Regions from separate parts of the Pan troglodytes genome. Here region 2 is linked to region 1. Evidence: chromatin contacts called from public Hi-C data. All regions are on one chromosome and are shown on one strand. The core of a region is the stretch at or near the end of the contact, and the rest is flanking DNA. Distances in the headings are between cores, read along the strand shown.

What was found. A called contact is a pair of places that touch in the nucleus more often than the background predicts.
Region 2: a Hi-C map of induced pluripotent stem cells shows a contact between it and region 1, with 2.0 times the contacts expected there. The contact joins the enhancer-like site here to the promoter of PTPRM in region 1. A contact is called at or near these places in 3 of 7 Hi-C or Micro-C datasets (induced pluripotent stem cells and stem cell-derived neural progenitor cells), 1 of 1 datasets of contacts at active chromatin or transcription factors (stem cell-derived excitatory neurons) and 1 of 1 other capture datasets (stem cell-derived neural stem cells).

The regions. Positions count from the first base shown.
Region 1 is chr17:23,323,956-23,329,256 of NHGRI_mPanTro3-v2.0_pri, reverse strand. PTPRM (protein tyrosine phosphatase receptor type M) reads left to right here and starts at 3,563. Exons shown (of 31, transcript XM_512029.7): 1 at 3,563-4,139. The coding sequence starts at 4,067.
Region 2 is chr17:23,619,498-23,625,282 of NHGRI_mPanTro3-v2.0_pri, reverse strand. No RefSeq gene overlaps it. Among named protein-coding and RNA genes, the nearest start is that of LRRC30, 41 kb to the left of the region's middle. Within about 2 kb of position 3,857, at least 11 of the 24 cell types and tissues checked have an H3K27ac peak or open chromatin away from gene starts, as enhancers often do. A contact at or near this core is called in induced pluripotent stem cells and stem cell-derived neural stem cells, where this site is marked.

The DNA.
Region 1 (5,301 bases), core at 2,314-4,813:
TGAAATAAAAAAAGGAATTTACATTTGTGGTGTAAGTACAAACATTTTGTATGATTTGACTACATTAATCCTTTATTTATTTATTTTTTAGAATTGGGATTTCATTCTTTACCCAGATGGAGTGTAGAGTGCACAGCTCATTGCAACCTCAAACTCCTAGGGTCAAATGATCCTCCAGCCTCAGCCTCCTGAGTAGGTGGGACTACAGGGATAAACCACCATGTTTGACTATTTAAAAAATTGTTTTGTAGTGACAGGATCTTGCCATGTTGTCCAAGCTGGTCTAGAAATCCTGGCCTCAAGTGATCCTCTGGCCTCTGCCTCTTGAGTCTCTGGGATTACAGGTGTGAGCCACCACATGGGGCCTGAATAGATGAATCTTTTAGATCAACGTTGTTCAATAGTGCTTTCTATGATGATGGACTTGTTTTCTCTCCATGTTGTACAATACAGTAGCTCTAGCCACATGAAGCTACTGAGCATTTGAAATGTAGCTAGTGTCACTGAGGAACAGAACACCTGAAATGCTGTTAGGTGCTACCATACAGAACAGCAAAGCTGTCAATCACTGCTGTCCATGGAACACAAATTAAGTGAAAATCTCGATTATAACAACACAGTGATTTTACTAAAGAGAAATATCAATTTTATAGAATATATATGAGTCATGTATCTTTATTACTTATCCATATAGCCTATCAAAGAAAATCTAGATATGTATAATGTCTAGCAGATATGCATAATTCAGTTGCTGATATTTTGCTTTTTGTCATATAAAATCTGTAGGTTTTATCTTTCAATTTTATTGTTATATGTGTCAAGGTAGGAATATACATAGTAGTTTGCTAGCTTAATTAATAACTTTGAAATATTAGGCATATGGTAAGTGGCTATGCATTTGTACTCTTGCCCAAGCCTACCAATGTCAGGGGCTGGCCTGACAGCACCCCTAACTCTGAGCAGCCATTCTGCAAATGTCACTATTGTCCTCAGGGAGTCAGGAGTGAAATGTGGTTAAAACTAAATCTCTACTGCTGAAAAAACAAGTCAAAGCAAATGTCCCACTGGGAGGATTCCTACAGCATCCCTTCCTTAGAGGAAGCCCAATCCATCCATTTCAGCAGAGGACTTCCATTTAGGCTCAAAGGCTGCTCTGACCAGTTACCTGTAAGAGGGAGTAAACTAACAGTAGTTGTCATGAATTGAGAGGGCAGAAGCTGCTGGCAAAAATCCCACCACCCTATGAAATGTGGATGGAAGGCTGCAAAGGGTAGAGTCAACATTGTAAAGATAGAGAACAGGGGTAATAGAAATTTACAGACCCTCCCACTAAGCTTTAAGTAACAGGCGGAAGGGACAGGGTTTGTAGAGGTTCCCAAGAGGAGTCCTGTGGCAGCAGCAGTTGGAGTACTGGCAGGGATTTCTGTCTAATGCCTCAGTGGCAGGTCCGTAGAGTGGCCCTTTCCTCTTCCATCCCACTCCTCATCGTTCCCCCACCGGGGGATTGAGTTTCCCTTGCCCATAGTGGTAACCTGCTTATTGACACATCTCGTATCGATGTCTGCTTTTTTTTTTCTTCTCTGTCTTGCTGTCTCACCTTGCTTATGATGCTTTCTGGGATCACTTCCCCAATTCAAAACCACTTATAGTTAAATCCTAACCTCCAGGTCTGTTTCTGAGGGAGCCCAGCCTAAGACAACCTCCAGTACTTAGCACAGCGCCTGACATATGGTATTGACTCAGAAGATATTTGCTGAAAGAATAAAATACTTTGCAAATGAAATCCTACCCTAATATTAACTTCACCTAATTTAAAGAAGTTACTCTGAAGCAAAGTGATTAGATCAACTTTTATCTCCCTAGCTTCCACCTCTGTCCTCCCACTAGCAGAAAAACTCCATTAGAAAGCCTATTACTATTTTTTTTAAAAGCAAATTTGAACTGCAGTATAGAACACAAGTACATCAAAATGGAAAGCCCAGGTTGCAGATTTGACCATCCTCACTAGCTGATCTTGAAGACATTGCTTCCTTTCTGAGATTTCAATGTTCATTTCACAATTAAAGATAAGGTTCCATAAGCACATAGTTGGGAGAAGTGGCAGGACAATGTAAGCTCATATTAACAAGTAAATGATTAATATAGAGACTTCTAAAGAGCAGGTCTGGTAAGTATCTAGTAAGTGCACTTCCTGAAGTAAGAGGAGTGTTGGTTGCTACACTAAAGGCAAGTCTTCTAGTCCCCAAATTTGCCTTGGGAGGATGACAGCTGTATCTTTCTTGGTTCTGGTGTACAGTGGAGAACAGGGTCAAGATGAGTGTGGAATCCATTTATTTTTTACGTGTTTATAAGCACTAGAAAGCAGTGAGCACTAAGCAGAGGACCCCTCTTGTGGAAAAAATGCAGGAGAGCTCCTGGGTGCCTCTGTATCACCGGTTTGCCTTCTAGCCAGAATCATTGCTAGAACCCTGTCACTCAGTTACTTTGGTTCCTAATTTAACCTCTTCCCAAGCCTTCTATTGCGTTCAGTTAGCTAGGCCAGGAGCTTACAGCTGTCTGGTTGGTGCTGGCTCAATGTGCTTATTCCCTGGAAGATAGAAGGATCACTTACAAAAAAATTTACAATTAAAATAAAAAAATTATTTTTTGCTGAAGCATTGTAAGGTTTAATTCACTCAGACCCAAAATCGTAAAACTAAAATATTTCAAGACATTACTCGATTCCCCACTTCTCTTTCTCCCCTGTTTCTCGGCACTTTGCACCAGATACAGAAACCACGGGTTATGTCCAAACCCTGGTTTTGGTGTGACCACCGCCTTCCGTGTACTGCCTGCGGCTCGCTTCGGGCCCACACGGGACACCGAGGCATGATGAGGAGGCAGAACAGCAGAAGCGCGCCCTGCTTCCCGGGCGCCAGTGCTCGGGGCCAGCGGCGTGTACCCGGCGGGCCCGGCCGGGAGCGGGCTGGCGATCGCGGGGCTCGGCGCTCCCGGCTCCCGCGCCATCTCCCGGCGCCCGCCAACTTCGCTCCGCCCGCGGCGTAGAGAAGCTCGCAGCCCTCCGGAGCCTCAGCGATCTCCTTGCTCGCTTTTCCCGCAGCCGCCGAGCAGCGCAGGCCCGGCGACTCCGGGTGCAGCTGGCCCTGTGCGGTGACATCGCCGTCCGGCGCCAGGCTCGAAGCCGCCTGGCCGCGCCCGCGGGGTCGCAGGCCGCTGGTCCCGCCCGGCCGCGCTCACAAACTACTCGCGGCTCGTGACCCGGGACAAACTTCTGGCGGCGGCGCAGCCTCTTCCACAGTCACCCTCCCCAGAGCCAGCTACCAAAATAGAAGACGCGGCCGGGGCGAGGAGGTGGGCGGGGGGAGCCCGGTGGCCGCTCCTCCCCGCGCGGCTGACGCCCGCTTCGGCGGCGGTAGTGGCGGTGGCCGCGGGGCCGCCCCCAGCCGAGCTCCCGGAGGCGCTCGGGCGCGGGCCGGCGGGGCGCGGGCGCTCACGCCCTCTAGCGGGCCGCGGCGGCGGCCGTGACGTGAGCGCTCCCTTCAGCCGGCCTGCGGGGCACCGCCAGTCAGTCGGGGAGCAAGAGCCCCGCGCGCAGCCGGCGCGGGCTCGGTCATCGGCGCGCCGCCGCCCGGGGCTGGGCTTGGGGCTGCCTGTGGAGAGGCGGCGGGCGGGACGCGCGCGGCCACGGCCACGGCCACCGCCACGGCCACGGCCGGCAGCTCGGGTCCCGGGTCCCGGGCAGGGGAAGGCGAGAGGCGGCGAGCTCAGCCACCGGAACCGAGGGAAGATTTTGGCTCCGCGGGCTCGCCCTCCGCTCCCTCTGACAGCGGCGCCAGACGCCGAGTGGGGCCAGGGACGGGGGAGGAGGACCCAGGACCCTGTGCCCGCGCCCCTGGAGCCGCTGGAGTTCGGACTTCTGCAACTGTTGGCACTTTGGGGGCTTGGCTTAGCGCTCTGCTGTTTACTCGTCTCTCCTCGCTGCCTCGGAACCAAACCTCCCGGCCCCCTCCGCCCTCGCGCGCCCACCCACCGCCGCCGGGGAGCGGCCCGGCGCGCACTCAGCACCATGAGGAGACTTGGGACTTGCCTGGCGACTTTGGCCGGACTTTTGCTAACTGCGGCGGGCGAGACGTTCTCAGGTAAGCGGGACTGCCTCTGCCGCCCCCGAGGCGCGCGGGCCGGCGCGGGACGCCCGGGACGCCGACAGCTCCCTGGAAGTAGAGCCCTAAGGCTGGCGTCGGGGCCGGGCGGGGGGCGCGGCGGGCCGGACACCGCTTCTGCCTGTGAGCCGGGCGCTGGGCGAGGGGCCGTGGGGCTGGCAGGCACCCAGTCCTCGGGCGGGCGGAGCGGACGGACCCCGAGGGCGAGCTCCCCAGCCGGGACTGCCAGCTCGGCCGCCGTCCCTCCGCGGCCTGGGCTAGTGCTCAAGGTTGGGCGGCTTGCACTCTTGAGTCCCTGGCCGGCTGCAAAAGGAACAGCAGAAAACTTTGCTTGAAGTTCCCAGTTGCAGCCGCCGGGCCGCCTGGCGTAGGCACTGCGCGGTCCCCGCCGACCCCGAGCAGCGGCCGGGCCCAGGCCGTCGGTGTTCGGCTGCGCCCGCAGCGATCGCCGGGACCTGGCGGCCGCTCCGGCGGCGGCGATCTCCCGGTGCCCTGCCCTCCCTGTCGCCCCCTGCCCGGCGCGGCTGGCGACCCTGGTAGGTCCCCGCGGTCGTGCAGCGTCTGCGGAGAGGCCGGGGGGAGTTCCTCGCCGGTCCCAGCGGTAGGGCTTGGCGGCCGCGGAGGGAAGCGGGCAGGTCCCCAGGCCCTGGCCACGGCCCTGCGCCCCGCTGGGCTCCCCCTCCCCACCCTCGGCCCCCTAGCGGAGCGCCGCGGCCAGCTGCAACTTGTTCATCCAGCCCGGCTGCCCGGGGGTCCCAGGTGGGAAGGAGAGGCACTGGCGGTGTGCGAGCAAGCGTGTGAGTGTGTGCGCGTGTGTGCCTGCACGCGCGCGCGGGGGCGTTCTAAGCCCAGAGGAACCCCTCACGGAGAGCATCTGTGGATCGGAGTCGGGGGTCCGGCGTGGGGCCGAACCCGGCACGCTGTCACAGGGGTTTACAACCAGGATCACCTTTATTACCTGGGTGACACAGGTGGATAGACGGCAAATGCTGGCCCATTTGCACACCTTCTTTCTAGTGTTTATTAGATTAGTTTCATTAAGGTCCACATGCAGTGGGGGCGGTGGGCTTTCTTTTTCTTTAATAAAAAAGCCTGCTCTTTGGTCTTAAACTTGGTTTTTGCAAAATAGGTCTCTGCGTTT
Region 2 (5,785 bases), core at 2,608-5,107, 300 kb before region 1:
GATTTGATTTGCCCCCTCTTGCAATGAACTGTAAGCACACTTGAAGAGGAATGCTGGTCAATTGATATCCTTGCTGACAGTGAGCCACCAAATGTCACATTTGGCAATGTGGATGTTCAATTTTAGAATATTAGAACACAAGAAAATAGACTTGACACTAAAATTTCACTGAATGTAATCCAATCATTGATTATTCAGAAGCACCTTAAGCTCCTGTGGTGTCTTGCTGTGAATATCACTTGATTCTGCTTATGTGTCAATCAATAGAGACTCATGAATTTTATGGTAGATAGAGAGAGATGGCATGAGTACATGTGGGCTATATGTATATATATATATTTAATTGGTGGTATATATATATATATATATATAATTTAATTGGTGGTAGGACAGCAGGTAAATCACATACCTACCACAAAGTTGTTGCATTCATCCATTTTGTGTTGCTATAAAGGAATACCCAAGGATGGGTAATTTATAAAGAAAAGAGGTTTATTTGGCTCACAGTTCTTTCTGCAGACTGTACAAGAAATGTGGTACCAGCTTCTGCTTCTGGTGAGGCCTCAGGAAGCTTTTACTCATGGCAGAAGACGGGAGTGGGCGTGTCACATAGTGAGAGAGGGAGCAAGACAGAGAGAGGGGAGGGAGGTTCCAGTATCCCTTTAACAACCAGCTGTCACGCGAGCTAATAGAGTGAGAACTCACTCATCACCACGGGGATGGCAACCAGCCATTCACTGGGGATCTGCCCCCCATGAGCCAAACACCTCCAACAAGACCCACCTCCAACATTAGAGATAACATTTCAACATGAGATCTGGAGAAGAAAAATGTCCAAACAATGTCAATACTGAATAAGTTCCACATGAAATAAATATAAAGCAGTAAAAAGTTGAAAAGAAAACTTAACAGACAATGATCCTATACTTTGGAGACCATGGTATTATGTTACCCTGGAGAGTCTATGTATTATTGGTTTGTAAGCAAGACTGTGGCTTTCACAGACCCCTCCTCACACTCTCCCAGGCCAGGCAGCAGAAGAGCTGAGTTGGCAGGAAAGCGAAGTCATGTTCCAGCGTCCCACGGCATGTATCTGAGATCAGCCATGGTGATCACGTCATGGCCAGGAGGACTCTGTCAAGCGCCGCTCCAGCCTTTTGTGTTTCCTTTGGCCTTTGGAATAAATCCCCACCCCCGATTCCTTTTCAGGTTTTCATCTCTAGCTCACCCAGGCCAGACAGTCCTCACACACATGCACCACTCCAAAACTTGTTTCAGGAAGTCATTTAATTGCAAACCCTTTGCTCTTTGGAGTTACACAAATGAGTCTATGTTTTTTTCTGTTCTGTGGCATATTTGCATTTTAGTCCTCATTTAATTTTGTCTAGAAATACTACATTTTTTATTGGGGGTTTCGGAAACTGACTGGGAAATGTGTCTCACCTCCCCTCAGGGAGGGGGCTAACAAGCACTATTTATTATCACCATCATCATCATCCTCATCATCACCAGTAGTTTCAAAGCTCTTACATGGGACCATCCTTTCCAATACCCTAAAATGGCAACTACAAACTGTCAACCACTGCCCTCATTCATAAGATTCATGGTCACTATCCACAATATCAAAGACATGGAATCAAGCCAGATGGTCATTCACAATGGATAGGATTTAAAAAAATGTGGAATGTGTACATATACACTGTGGAATACTATATAGCCATAAAGAGAACAAAATCATGTCCTTTGTAGCAACATGGATGCAGCTGGAGGCCATTATCCTAAGCAAATTAATGCAGAAACAGGGAAGCAAATACCACATGTTCTCACTTATAAGTGGGAGCCAAGGCCAGGCGCGGTGGCTCACGCCTGCAATCCCAGCATTTTGGGAGGCTGAGGCAGGTGGATCACTTGAGGTCAGGAGTTCGAGATCAGCCTGGCCAACACAGTGAAACCCCATCTCTACTAAAAATACATACATTAACTGGGCGTGGTGGTGGGCGCCTGTAGTCCCAGCTACTCAGGAGGCTGAGGCAGGATAATCGCTTAAAATCGGGAGGTAGAGGTTGCAGTGAGCTATGGGTCCATTGCACTCCAGCTTGGGTGACAGAGTGACACTCAGTCTCAAAAAAAAAAGAAAAATAATAAGTGGGAGCCAAACATTGAGTACTCATGGACATAAAGAAGGGAACAGTCAACACTGGGGACTGCAAGAGTGGGGAGGGACAGAAGGGGGTAATGACTGAGAAACTACCTAATGGGCACTGTGCTCAGTCCCTGGGTAATGGGATCATTCATACTCCAAACCTCAGCATCACACAATATACCCAGGTAACAAACCTGCACTTGTACCCCTTGCGTATAAAATAAAGGTTGAAATTATTTTGAAAAATAAGGCTCACTATGGCTTTCTCACAAAGAATATTCGAAGGCTTCCTTCTGGCTCTACCACACTATGGTTCCCTGGCACAGGTTCTTTCATCTACTTATTGTATCTAATCCAAAGCCATAATCACTTATTTCCACACATGAACTGTGCCGTTTCAGTTTCATCTGCCAAGAGTTTTGTCAGAAAGCAGGGATACTCCAGATGTTCCACGGAGGCACTTTTTTTTTCTTTTTTTTCCGGAGTCTTGCTCTGTTGCCCTGGCTGGAGTGCAGTGGTGCGATCTCGGCTCACTGCAGCCTCTGCCTCCTGGGTTCCAGCGATTCTCCTGCCTCAGCCTCCTGGGTAGCTGGGATTACAGGCACCTGCCACGACGCTGGCTAATTTTTTGTATTTTTAGTAGAGACGGGGTTTCACCATTTTAGACAGGATGGTCTCGATCTCCTGACCTCGTGATCCACACGTCTCGGCCTCCCAAAGTGCTGGGATTATAGGCGTGAGCCATCGTGCCTGGCCTTTTTTTTTTTTTTCTTTCAGAGTCTTGCTCTGTCGCCCTGGCTGGAGTGCAGTGGTGCGATCTTGGCTCACTGCAGCCTCTGCCTCCCGGATTCCAGTGATTCTCCTGCCTCAGCCTCCTGGGTAGCTGGGATTACAGGCGCACCCCACGATGCCGGCTAATTTTTGTATTTTTAGTAGAGTCAGTGTTTCACCATGTTGGCCAGGCTGGTCTCCCACTCCTGATCTCAGGTGATCTGCCCGCCTGGGCCTCCCAAAGTGCTGGGATTACAGGCGTGAGCCACCGGGCCCGGCCTCACAGAGGCACTTTTACAGAGGAGTGCCTGGTGCTGGACAGGTAACAAGTCCACATACTCTGGGCAGGGCCAAACACCTTGTGGAAACTACATGGCCACGGCAGTCACGCCTAGAATCCTTTGTGAGGTGTTCACATAGAATGCTTTGGGCCCCATTGTGCCACTCAGGGCACCTGCCTTGAAATACCCGAGATGTTCGGGTCGGAGTCTGACGATGGTCAGCAGGTGGCACTCTCGTTTTAGGATTCCAGCTCCTAAGTAAGTAACAAGGGAAAATTTCAGGCCCATATAAAAATTTATTTATATATTTTTTTCTCTGCCAAGCCAGAAATGTACTCCATTTTCTTTAATCAGGTTCATTTACTTCCTACTGTGGGACTTCAATTGGGTAATAGTCAACCAGGCTTCTCCCCCTGGCTACTTTCTTTCCTAGAGCAGGGTATTTACGTTTGAGATTTGCCGGAGTTTGGGAGCTGTATGTGAAGGCCTGGCAGAAACAACAGAAACGCTGTGTTTTACACGCAGAGCTCGACTGGCCCTCCCCGTTAGCTCCAAGTGGCCTCGTGCAGACACAAGGGCGCATCTGGCCGGGGCTATGTTTACCCTGGGGTGCCCAGACTGTGTCTGCTGCCCTGTCTGAGACCAGCAGAGCCCACAGGAGGGAGCCCCAAAGCTGGATGAAAGTCGCGGCAACAAGGCGAGGGAGGCTGAGTCTGAGGCTGAGGGCTCTAAGCTGCGCCTTGGTTTCCTCCTGCGAGGTGCAAAGGGCATGGACAGCTACAGACAGCAGTGGGAGCACTGGCTCACTCACTCCTTCACTCACTCATTCATTCAGCAAATACTCATGCAAAGCCTCCACTATTCCAAAAACTCCATTTTGTTTATGGTATCAGCCAGCGTTCAGCCAGGGAACAGAAGCCACACCAGTTATCTGAAGAGAGACAATGTAATAATAAAGAATTGTAAACCATGCATTCGGTTGAAGCTGGGGAACTAAAAAAACAAAAGGATAATGGTGGATGCCAGGGAGGAGGTAACAGCAGGGAGCGGCTGCCACCCCTGAGGCTGGAGACACCAGGACCTAAAAGCTCAGGGGCCCGCAGAGCTGCTCAGCTGCTGCTGGTCTCCGGGTGTGTGTGATGAGGTTGGTTCTGTGAGTGTTAGGAACACTGCAAACTGGATTCAGCTGCTGCTATGGTGAGGGACTGACACGGCTGGGAGGGAGTGTGAACACTCAAGAATGGGGAATGGACAGGAAAATCAAGTCCCTACTTGCTCCCCTCCTTACCAGTTCCTTCTAGCACCTTCCACTGGCACAGCCTGACAGGAAGCTGGAGGCACAGCAAGGATGTGTCTCACAGTTCAACCCCACCCTCAGAGGGCAGAGCGCGGACGGGATTTGGAGCCCTGAGACAATAGTTGAGTCCCTGGCACACTCACAGAACCGCATTCTCACCCCCCTGGGCTGCGACCCAGCCTAGCAGTGGCGGGAGAGGGAGCGAGTGGGACTGGAGTATTGGTCCTCAGCACATGGCTCCCAGCCTAGACGGGAGAAGGGAGTCGGTTGACTCATTTCCTTTTATTGCTCAAATGTGACATAAAATTTCACTAAAGGTCACACCATAGCACAGCTTATTTCCTCTCTTTTGCCAGAAGTTCCTTATAAAATTTCCTCACTCTATCTAGTCACAGCCCCCGCACCCATGACATCCTCATGGTCTCTTAGTATGGTTTTACTTTTCATACAAATTGGATCCAAGGGGAGGGAAGCATGTCAGAATGCCACTGTGGGTCTTTTGTTGCATGAAAATGTACATGTTGCGTTGAATTAATGCACTTTTAAACTAGACCTAGCTACTATGCTTTTCAACAGCTTTCATCATGATGGTAACATCTTCCTTGTTAAATCTAATCAATTTCATAGGTATTGGCATTTCCATTCTTTGATAGGATGTTTACTTATGCATTTTTTTCTTTTCTTTTTCTTTCTTTTTTTTAGAGACAGTCTTTCTCTGTCACCTAGGCTGGAGTGCAGTGGCATGATCTTGGCTCACTGCAGCCTCCGCCTCCTGGGTGCCTCAGCCTCCCAAGTAGCTGGGATTACAGGCCTGTGCCACCATCCCCAACTAATTTTTGTATTTTTAGTAGAGACGGAGTTTCGCCATGTTTGCCAGGCTGGTCTTGAACTCCTGACCTCAGGTGATCCACCCACCTCAGCCTCCCAAAGTGCTGGGATTACAGGCGTGAGCCACCGAGGCTGGCCTGCATTTTTTCTTTATTTTTTTGAGATGGAATCTCACTCTGTTGCCCAGGGTGGAGTGCAATGGCACAATCTCGGCTCACTGCAACCTCCGCCTCCTGGGTTCAAGCGATTCCCCTGCCTCAGCCTGGGATTACAGGTGCCCACAACCACGCCCAGCTAATTTTTGTATTTTTAGTAGAGACAGGGTTTCCTAGCTAATTTTTGTATATTTAGTTGAGACAGGGTTTCACCATGTTGGCCAGGCTGGTCTCGAACTCCTGACCTCAGGTGATCCAACTGCCTTGACCTCCCAAGTTGCTAGGATTACAAGCGTAAGCCACCACACCT